3 separate regions of the Mus musculus genome follow, and all the other regions are linked to region 3. Evidence: chromatin contacts called from public HiChIP or PLAC-seq data. All regions are on one chromosome and are shown on one strand. Each heading gives the region's core, a stretch centred on a gene start, on an enhancer-like site or on the middle of the called end of the contact. The rest is flanking DNA. Distances are from core to core; before and after follow the strand shown. Region 1 has its middle 36 kb from the start of Gm52771. Region 2 overlaps Depdc5 (DEP domain containing 5). Region 3 holds the start of Prr14l (proline rich 14-like).

Region 1 (2,966 bases), core at 80-2,579, 160 kb before region 3:
AGGGCCCTTATCCTCTGAGCTATTTCTCCAGCTCAGGGATATGTTTTATAAAAACATTTATATTTATAAATAATGTTTTTTACAGTCTATGATGTCCTTTGATTGTAACAAATAAAAAAGTAGAGAAGGGTTTTCAAATTTTCATAAACAATTTCATTCAGTTAAATTAAGGCTTGAGCCGTTTAGATGATCAGTGTTTTGAAATAGGCAGTTCTTTTCTTTGAGACTTGAATCTGAATGCATCTGGATCTCAAGGAAGCTAGCTATTACACACCAAGTGCCCACTGTCTAGAGAGAGAGTGCAGCCAGGCCTGTGCTGGAGGTTTATGCCTGTAAGTCTCTGCACTTAGAATGTGAGCACCACAGGTTTGAGACCAACTTGGGCTACAGAGTGAAAATCTGTTTCAAAGAGACAAAATAAAGAGGTCTAAAAAACAGAGTCCAAATGGGCAACCCCCTTGGGGTGGGGGAGGATGTGGAGAGTACTGGCAGGGTAGGAGTAGCTAGTAGGGCAGAAAATATAAAGGGAAACTAAGGACCTAGAAGGCCATCATGGTTTCATATATACATAGGTCAGTATATGAACCATAAGGTCAAAACAAGAAAAAAGAAAGAACTAAAGAAAGGACTCTAACTCCAGTAATACAGAATTTTCCCTGTCTCATGATACCAAGTTTCTCTTTTCTAACGCTATTCAATTTCCCTTCTATGAAGTCATAGGCACAAGAGAATGTACTTTCAGTTTCCTTAGCTTGTATTTTTTTCCATTTTTTATTAGGTATTTATTTACTTTATTTACATTTCAAATGCTATTCTCAAAGTCCCCTATACCCGCCCTACTCCCCTACCCACCCACACCTACTTCTTGGCCCTGGTGTTTCCCCTGTACTGGGGCATATAAAGTTTGCAAGACCAAGTGTCGTCTCTTCCCAATAATGGCCAACTAGGCCATCTTCTGCTACATATGCAGCTAGAGACACGAGCACTGGGGGTACTGGTTAGTTCATATTGTTGTTCCATCTCTAGGTTGCAGATCCCTTCAGCTCCTTGGGTGCTTTCTCTAGCTCCTCCATTGGGGGCCCTGTGTTCCACCCAATAGATGACTGTGAGCATCCACTTCTGTATTTGCCAGGCACTGGCATAGCCTCACAAGAGACAGCTATATCAGGGTCCTTTCAGCAAAATCTTGCTGGCATATGCAATAGTGTCTGCATTTGGTGCCTGATTATGGGATGGATTGAAAAAAATTATTTCCGCTAGTTTAGCCTGCTAAAGCAGAGGGACCTTCAGTCCCAAGTAGATCAGACTTTCGGTCCAGGCTTCATTAATAAGTAACTGAGTGACCTTGAGCACGTTGCTTATCACTGTGAGTGGCAGCTGATTCCAAGTGACTTCTGAGGGCCCACAAATAAAGGCTCCCATTATTATTTGACAGTAAAATGAAACAATGAACATGGGCCTTGAAGATTTTGGGGCAAGAGATCAGATGAAGTCAAGGTGCACTCACAGCTTCTTTCAAATAGGCTGAGGGTATCATGGGACCATCTGAAGCAAAGGGCATGGAAAGGTCAGCCTTTCACATGGATATAGCTTGTAGTCATGAAACGAATTTGGAGTCCAGCAGGGTGTAGTGGTGAGGGAGTATGAGAAAGTAGTCCTAGAGCATGGCCAGCATTCTTCAGGAGGATTAGTGTACCACTTCTCCTCCTGTCGGTAGGAAGATGGCCATAGTCACTCTCTGGAGACCCAGGGCTGTCCTGAGTGGCCTGACTGAAAACAGCCTTTCTCCACTCTGCTTTGCTGCTCCAGGACTACCTTCATCATCTCATACTTCAGTGAAAGTTCAGCATCGCAGGAAGAACAGATTCAGAGAGGGACTCAAAGAGGGACTCCTTTACTTTGTACTGAATGTTCACTTGGTGCAAGGCCCTATGGCCAAGAAGTCAGGTTAATTGGAAAGAATAGGACAGAGGGAGGATGTAGAATTTAGGACAGGAAGCGTGGAGGCGCTGAGAGCTCATGAAGAGCAACAATAAATTCTAAAGTGTTCAGTACTAAGGAATGACAGGGCCAGACAGACATATTGATCCCAAATATCCCTTCCTGGAAAAGATAAGCCCATGAGATTAGTGTAAGCATCGCTAAATAATTTTCCTATGGATTGAAATGAGCCTTTCTCCTATGCCACCAGAATCCAGAGATGCTGTTGTCCTGCATTAATTTCAGGCACATCACTGATGTCTCGACAGAAGAGGATGCATATGGTGAGTTTTGTGATGCCCTGGGTCTGGCAGCATCCTGGTGCTTACCTAGCAGTACATACAGCAGATGCAGACTCGTTGTCTAAAGGAGGGATTTATGCTCTCTGCCCACCCCCAACCACAAGAAATACTGCAGAACAGTCAACTTGGTAAAAAAGAAAGAGGTACGTTGTGGGGAAATGTCCTTCTCTGTGCTATCAGCGCCTACTTTTGAACATCCCTGTCTTCTGGGGTACACATGGTGCTCCCACATACTCTGTACTGTCAGACCCTCAGTCATATATGTAAATGTGGGTGTATTGGCCATCTAATGTAATGTGTTAGAGGGCTCAGTTCAACAACCTTTAAAAGAGGTTTTGCTTTGTGTTGCTCTGTGGGATAGGGAACTTTAAAGAGCAAGGTATTCAGCAAATATCCTCATTGTCCAGCTTGATACACCAGGAGGTAGACTTATGGCAGTAAGTATTAAGAGGGCAACCAGGGAGACAACTAGATATCATTTGGGAAACAACTTAGTCCCAGATAATTCTAAATCTGAAGTTCTCTGGAGTCTCAAATGTTATAAGAGCTGTGTTTTCCAGAAGAACTAATTCTGAGACATGGCTATCCTGCCTACAATACATCATGTGCCTTGCTGGGCTATTCAGACAACATACTGAAACAGGAAAGTTCATTTTTCCCTTGGGTTTTCTTTCTTTTTTATTA
Region 2 (3,383 bases), core at 826-3,325, 140 kb after region 3:
TCCTGAGATGCTCCTGGCCTTGAGCTCCAGTTCCTGCAGTCTCTAGCATTCCAGATTCCAAGCTCAATAAATAAAGGTGTTTGCCATTGGTGATTTAAGTTCAGCTCCCCAGACCTATATGGTGGAAAGGATCAACTCCAGAAAGTTCTCTGATGGCCACACAGATGTTGTGGTACTCATGTATCCACATATATACATACATGCATAAATTTAATTGAAAAATTTTAAATATTAAGATCTGTTAAAGTTCACTAAAGTGGATAGAAAACAGCCGGAGAGAAGCAGAATAAAGGCCAATTTATTGTTCTCTACAGCCACCTACTTTCTGAGCGCTTACTGTGTGCTAGGCGTGACACATGCCTGAGAAGAGGTAAAGGGAAGGCCTCTGGAGGTGGAGGCCAGGCCATACAGCTGAGAGGAATCCAGGCTGACTGTTTTGTGGGATAGCATGACATGATCATGTGCTGTGCCAATCCTCTTTGCCTTGAACTGCAAATTCCATGTATTCAGACACAGGCATCCTGTAACAGGGCCATAGCTTCCCACACAGAATCCCTGCTAGAGTAGACAGTGACTGCCCAGCCCCCAGGACCCTGCCAGTTTCCCCCATGGGCCTGCAATTGCTGAGTTCAGCCTGCAGAAGCTTCAGGCAGCTCCTAGCCTTAAAACTATAACCACATGCTTGCCCTAAACATAGCCGAGAGTGCTCTCCAATTCTAGCTTTTGCTTGTCCAAGAGCATGTGCCAAGAGTAGGTCTTACAGCCTTCAGATCTGGCCTCTATCTGGTGGCAGCAGAATCATCTGTTTCTGATGAATTGGCTCATATTTCTTCCAAGAAGAGGATCCCGACCACTGAGCAGAATGTGGAGAGGGTCTGTGAGATTCCTTGCAACCCCTTTTTCCTCTGAGCCTTGGGATTCTTTTGTGATCTCACTTGGCTGCAAGAAACCATGGAGACTGAGAGTGCAGACCTCTTCCTTCTCCTGTAACTATGCTGTCTATAAGAGTTAACCCTCAGCCTTTAGCTCCCCAGAAACCTGTAGCAGTTGCCACTAGAACCTCGATTCTTAGCACCGTGCTTTTGAATTATATCAAATTGCTGATCCAAGTTCAGTTCTCCCATCCAATATTCCTCAAATGTCTCCAAAGAGACAAAACAATTATTTTTAAACTCATGGCATCCCAAGAGAAAGATTCTTAACACCTTTTGATGTTCGTCCAACCCTATTGGTTTCTGTTCTATGCTTTCCCCCTCCCTGCAGTTAGAAGTGTATGAGTTACTGCCTTCAAAAGGCAGTCTCTTTTCAAGGCATAATGTCCTGTCCCTCTCCAAACTGTGTCCTTGGTTCCCAAGTACAGATGAGAAACAAAGTAGCAAAAGTCTTGCTACAGGCAAACCAGAAAGATGAAGTGAACCTGGTACAGGAAAGTGAAGCTATAGTCCCAGCTATTCAGAGGTTGAGGCAGGAGAATGACTTTGAGCCCAAGAATTCAAGGCAAGCATGGGTTACATATCTGGGACCTTGTCGGAAACGGAGTAGGGGAGAAGGAGGAGGAGAAAGAACCAAGTATTTTGATCTGATTTAAAAAACAAAAAGGCCCACATAGATGGGCCTCCCCCAGTAGAAGAGAAACCTGCTATCTTCCTAGATGTGAAGAGCTGAGTCGTTCCTTAATGGCAGCCCTAACCCCAAGCCTCCATAGTGATCATTTCTAGGTGGCTAGGCCAGAGTGACTTCGACCATTGCAGCCACACAGCAAGTTACAGGCAGTGCCAGTGTAGGCTCCTGGTGGTGGTCATTGCTCGCACAACAAGGCCTGGCTCTTGTGTTGTCTCACACATTCCTTGTTCTTGAAGTTTATCTCTTCAGAGCTACTGGAGGGCGAGGACACACCTGGCTCAGCCATGTATCCTCCCCTGGAAGTTCACCTCACACAGGAGCTCTTTTATGGTTGGCTGGACTCGCTCATTCAGCCAACACTGGGAACTGGAGGACAGACCCAGCAGCAGCTGTGGCACTGTGGGAGAGGGCTGTCTGCACTGGGTAAAGTGCCACAGGAACAGGAGGGGACTGGATTGTGCGTGGGGGAAATGAGACATGGACATTTGGGCAATGTAAGAGTTCTCAAAAAGAAGCTCTCCTAGTATGAAAGGCGGAAGTGAGATTGCTAGAACACTTGCACAGATTAGTGAGCTAAAGACTGAAATCAGAAAAGCTGTGTGTGTTGGGGGGTGTGGGGGTGTTCTAGCCTGACCTGTCCAGCCTGCATTTTCGATGATTGATCTACAGGAAAGGGGTCAGTGTTTTTTTTTTTGTTTGGTTGTTGTTGTTGTTGTTGTTGTTGTTTTGGTTTTGGGTTTTTGTTTTTGTTGCTGTTGTTGTTGTTTTCGAGACAGGGTTTCTCTGTACAGCCTGGCTGTCCTGGAACTCACTTTGTAGACCAGGCTGGCCTCAAACTCAGAAATCCGCCCACCTCTGCCTCCCAAGTGCTGGGAGCGTGTGCCACCACCTCCCGGCCCTCGGGGTTAGTGTTTTCAAGTCCCAGGGCACCACCTGGAATGACAAGTGAACCAGTGTCTGGGAGCCCTGGACCAACCTGTTTCTGGGGTTACACTAGACGGGGCTTCACTCATCTTTCAAGCTTTACTGTTGCTAGCCTCACATTTGATCCTGATTGAACAATGTCAGCCACACTCTGTGGCAGGAACCAGGACAGGCAGGAAATCATCTTCTTTCCTGGCCCTCCCCTTTTTCTTTAGGCCAGAAACCCTGCTCCCAGACTCAGTGTTCTATTTCCTCATGGTGTGATCCTGTGCCAGCCTTCCCTCCACTCACCCCATCCATCTGATCTGCATCCGTTTCCATGGTAACAAAATGGGAATAATCAAATATTCACTATATCACTCAAGGAGAATTGGTTTGAGGACCTAGGAGACAAGGGCTCTGAGAATTGAGCCATTACACAGGCTGTTATTTTATTTTCTTATTGAATCAGGGTCCTTCAGGCCCAGGATAGCTTCAAACCCATAATCTTCTTGCTCTGCCTCCAGAGTGCTGAAATTCCAGGCATGTGGCTCCACACCCTGCTCAAAGCACTGCTGTTCTCCCTAATATTCCTGCCAGCTAGCTACCTGTGCAATCCTGAGCAGTCTGTTCACCATGCGATGCATTAGATCTAGGGATGGGATGCTGCCTCTCTGGACTCCATCAAGGGTCATAGCGAGGACCCTTGCAGTTAGCTTTGCGTAGCTGTCTGGGTGGTGCAGAGTGCTTGCAATTTTTTTTTATCATGTTGAGGTTCGAACCCAGGGCCTTGCACATGGTTAAGCAAGCACCCTGCCACTGAGTTACATCCCTGGCCCAAGCTGGCTGCTGTGCGT
Region 3 (2,909 bases), core at 335-2,834:
TGGCTTCTGGCACCACGTTTCCTTCCCTCTTAAGACTCTTAATGAAGAGATGGAGGCAGGAAGATCAGAGGCTTGGCTACATAGCAAATCTGAAGCCAGCACAGCCTACATGAGAGCTTGTCTCAAAACAAAACATAAAGTGGCACATGGTGGTGCATGCCTGAACTAGGAGTGTCCTATAAAGTGAGAAAAGATTGGGGCAGAGGCAGGCGGATTTCTGAGTTCCAGGCCAGCCTGGTCTACAAAGTGAGTTCCAGGACAGCCAGGGCTACAGAGAAACCCTGTCTCAAAAAAAAAAAAAAAAAAAAAGATTATTGGGGGGACTAGAGGCTAGCCTTGACTACCTACCTAGTTTGAGCCCGAGCTATAAAAAAAAAATCCCTCAAATCAAAATAATAAACAGGTAAAGTGCTAACATGTTTCCAAAACTTACTATTTCTTTCCCTGATTTTCACCAAGGCTCTCTGTTAACTTAGGGAGTAGAGTACAGCAAGATCCAAAGTGAGAGGAAGAATACTGTATCTTAGGAGCAGGGAAAGCCTTTCTGGTGGAAAGAGGGTTGCAATTTGTGATGGAGGATACATTCATGCCAATAACAGTTTCTCTGAGGACATGACTTTTCTTTCTTAATATATCAATACTAACAACTGACCAAACGTTCACTGTGCACCAAGCATTTTCCACAAAAGTTCCCTTGAGCCCTCATGACAATTCAGAGAAAAAAAAGTACCCAGGTTAAGGATGGGCTGCAACTGACAGGGGATGAGGCAAGGTCATGAGGATGTTAAGTGGGAGATACAAACTTGCAAATATCACACTCCAAAAGAGGAGCAGCAGCTCAATCAATACTAAGAGACTTAATAAAAACACAAAAACCAAAGCTCCCTTGGTGGACATGACTGGGGGAAGGGGAGAAAAGCTGACTTACGATATCATAAATTCAGGGCCTCCCTCTATCTTGGGGTGAAAGTGAAAAATAAAGGATCGAGAGATCTGTTTCTTGCAGATAGGATACCTCTGTCACTTTTGGGAAAGTTGAGAACCTCCTTCACTTGGAAGACGCTGACCAAAGTGGGGGTCGCTCTTTTGAATAAAGAATTCCCCTTGGCACCATAAACGGGTCTCCCTTCGCTGACAAATCGACCAGAGCCGAGGAAAGGCGTATACCAACAAGGGGCGTCGTCCTCTCCAAGGAGAGAGAAGTTGGGGGTCCCCTGCAGATGAAGGTTGAATGGGAGCCTCCTTCCCCTGGAACCAGGACTCCGAGAAGCTGTTTTCTCCCAGGGACGTAGAGCCTGATCTCCTGGATGTCTGTGGGTGTTTGTCACTAACAGCACTGCTTCGGTGCCCTTCGGCTCCCTGAAAGGCTGGGGGCCCGGACCCCCTTTAGTCAGCACCGTCCGGCGGAGGACCCCCAGGCGGTCGTGGGACTGCCCAGGCCTCTTACCCTGTGGCCTCCTCCACGGCTCGTGCTCATCCCTCCACTTTGGCGTCGGCTGCCTCCGTCCCTGCTGTCCCCGCCGCCGCCAACTCTACCAGATCTTCGGGAGCCGAGGCCCGAGGGCGCTCCAGCTTCCACCGCTTCCACAGTGCCCTCCCCCCCCACCTACCGCACTTCCTCATCCGGGGCCAAAGCCAGCCATGCGGACGGGTCTCGATCCCGCCCCCGCACGGCGCGCGCGCAATCCGGAGGGCGGCTCTTCCCGGCTGGTACCTCCACCCTCCGCTAGCTCCAGACACGCTCAGCCCCGCCCCCACCGCGTTGACTCTTAAAGAGAAACACATCGTTCTACCCAGTTCCTGTCTCAGACTGTTACCAGTGCTATGGTCCATATCTCTGAGGTGGACAGATGCCACTCTAGGGCCCTGTCTGCTTCCATCCTGGCAGATTGTGGGACCTTCTAATAACTATAATCAAAGGTTTAGGTCACACCATCCTCCTATTGCTTCTAATCACACTGAAATTCAAAAGATAACCCAGGAAAGTATTTGATTACACTTTGATTTTGTTTCATTGCCTCTCTAGCATTGAAGGTACCTCATTTTATCTGTGTTGCCTGTTTCTTTCCATCCTTGTCTGTTTTCTTTAGGACTCTATATTCATAGCACCTAAAGAAGTGTCTGGAAGAAATTACAATGGACCTGGCATTCCTTTAATCCCAGCACTTGGGAGGCAAAGGCAGGCGGATTTTTGAGTTCAAGGCCAGCCTGGTCTACAAAGAAAATTGAAATTACCTTTTCTTTGATTAGGATCTGCAGAGGAAACCAAGGCTTGGCTGCACGCTCCTTTAACCCCAAAAAGGCAGAAGACAGCCTGGTTTACATAGGATTTGATTTGAGTCAGGATCTTACTTTTTAGCTCAGGCAAGTCTGAAACTTGCTATGTGTGCCAGTCTAGCCTCAACTCTTGACCTTCCTGCCTTGACCTTTTGGATAAAGGGAAAATAGGCATGTGCGACCATGCTTGGCTTATTCGTTTTCTTAAGTCACATGAAAGTATTATTCATCTTACTAAATTTTTATTTTTATCCTTTTATCTCCTCTCTCTCTCTCTCTCTCTCTCTCTCTCTCTCTCGATAGGAAATATTGCAATAGGGTTCTCCCTATGTAGTCCAGGCTGACTTGGAACTCACTATTTAGATGTGGCTCGCCATCTTTTTTCTTTTTTTTTTCTTTTTTTTTTTTAAGTAGCCTCTTAAAATCTATCAACTTTTTGTTTGGTTATTTTTAGTTTTGAAGATAGTTTCTCTTTGTAGCCCTGGCTGTACTGAAACTTGCTCTGTAGATGAGGCTGGTCTCACACTCAAGAGATCTGCCTGCCTCTGCCTCCCAAGTGCTGGGATTAGAAATATGTGCCCTAGGGCTGGTGAGATGGCTCAGTGGGTAAGAGCACCCGACTGCTCTTCCAA

The links. HiChIP or PLAC-seq counts read pairs in DNA pulled down with a chosen protein or histone mark.
Region 1: an H3K4me3 HiChIP or PLAC-seq map of intestinal villus epithelium shows a contact between it and region 3, with 5 read pairs. The contact joins the enhancer-like site here to the promoter of Prr14l in region 3. A contact is called at or near these places in 1 of 484 Hi-C or Micro-C datasets (DN3 thymocytes), 6 of 115 datasets of contacts at active chromatin or transcription factors (bone marrow-derived macrophages, embryonic stem cells, intestinal villus epithelium and 2 more) and 2 of 9 other capture datasets (adipose tissue and liver).
Region 2: an H3K4me3 HiChIP or PLAC-seq map of bone marrow-derived macrophages shows a contact between it and region 3, with 2.5 times the contacts expected there. The contact joins the enhancer-like site here to the promoter of Prr14l in region 3. A contact is called at or near these places in 1 of 15 datasets of contacts at CTCF or cohesin (the NIH/3T3 cell line), 6 of 115 datasets of contacts at active chromatin or transcription factors (bone marrow-derived macrophages, embryonic midbrain, embryonic stem cells and 3 more) and 2 of 9 other capture datasets (adipose tissue and liver).

Annotation. Positions count from the first base shown.
Region 1 is chr5:32,696,067-32,699,032 of GRCm38.p6, forward strand. No RefSeq gene overlaps it. Among named protein-coding and RNA genes, the nearest start is that of Gm52771, 36 kb to the right of the region's middle. Within about 2 kb of position 1,330, at least 10 of the 459 cell types and tissues checked have an H3K27ac peak or open chromatin away from gene starts, as enhancers often do. A contact at or near this core is called in intestinal villus epithelium and liver, where this site is marked.
Region 2 is chr5:32,993,921-32,997,303 of GRCm38.p6, forward strand. Depdc5 (DEP domain containing 5) reads left to right here. Exons shown (of 43, transcript NM_001170567.1): 43 at 1-313. Among named protein-coding and RNA genes, the nearest start is that of Ywhah, 23 kb to the right of the region's middle. Within about 2 kb of position 2,076, at least 27 of the 459 cell types and tissues checked have an H3K27ac peak or open chromatin away from gene starts, as enhancers often do. A contact at or near this core is called in bone marrow-derived macrophages, forebrain and microglia, where this site is marked.
Region 3 is chr5:32,852,646-32,855,554 of GRCm38.p6, forward strand. It overlaps Prr14l (proline rich 14-like), which reads right to left and starts at 1,585. Exons shown (of 11, transcript NM_194340.2): 1 at 1,448-1,585.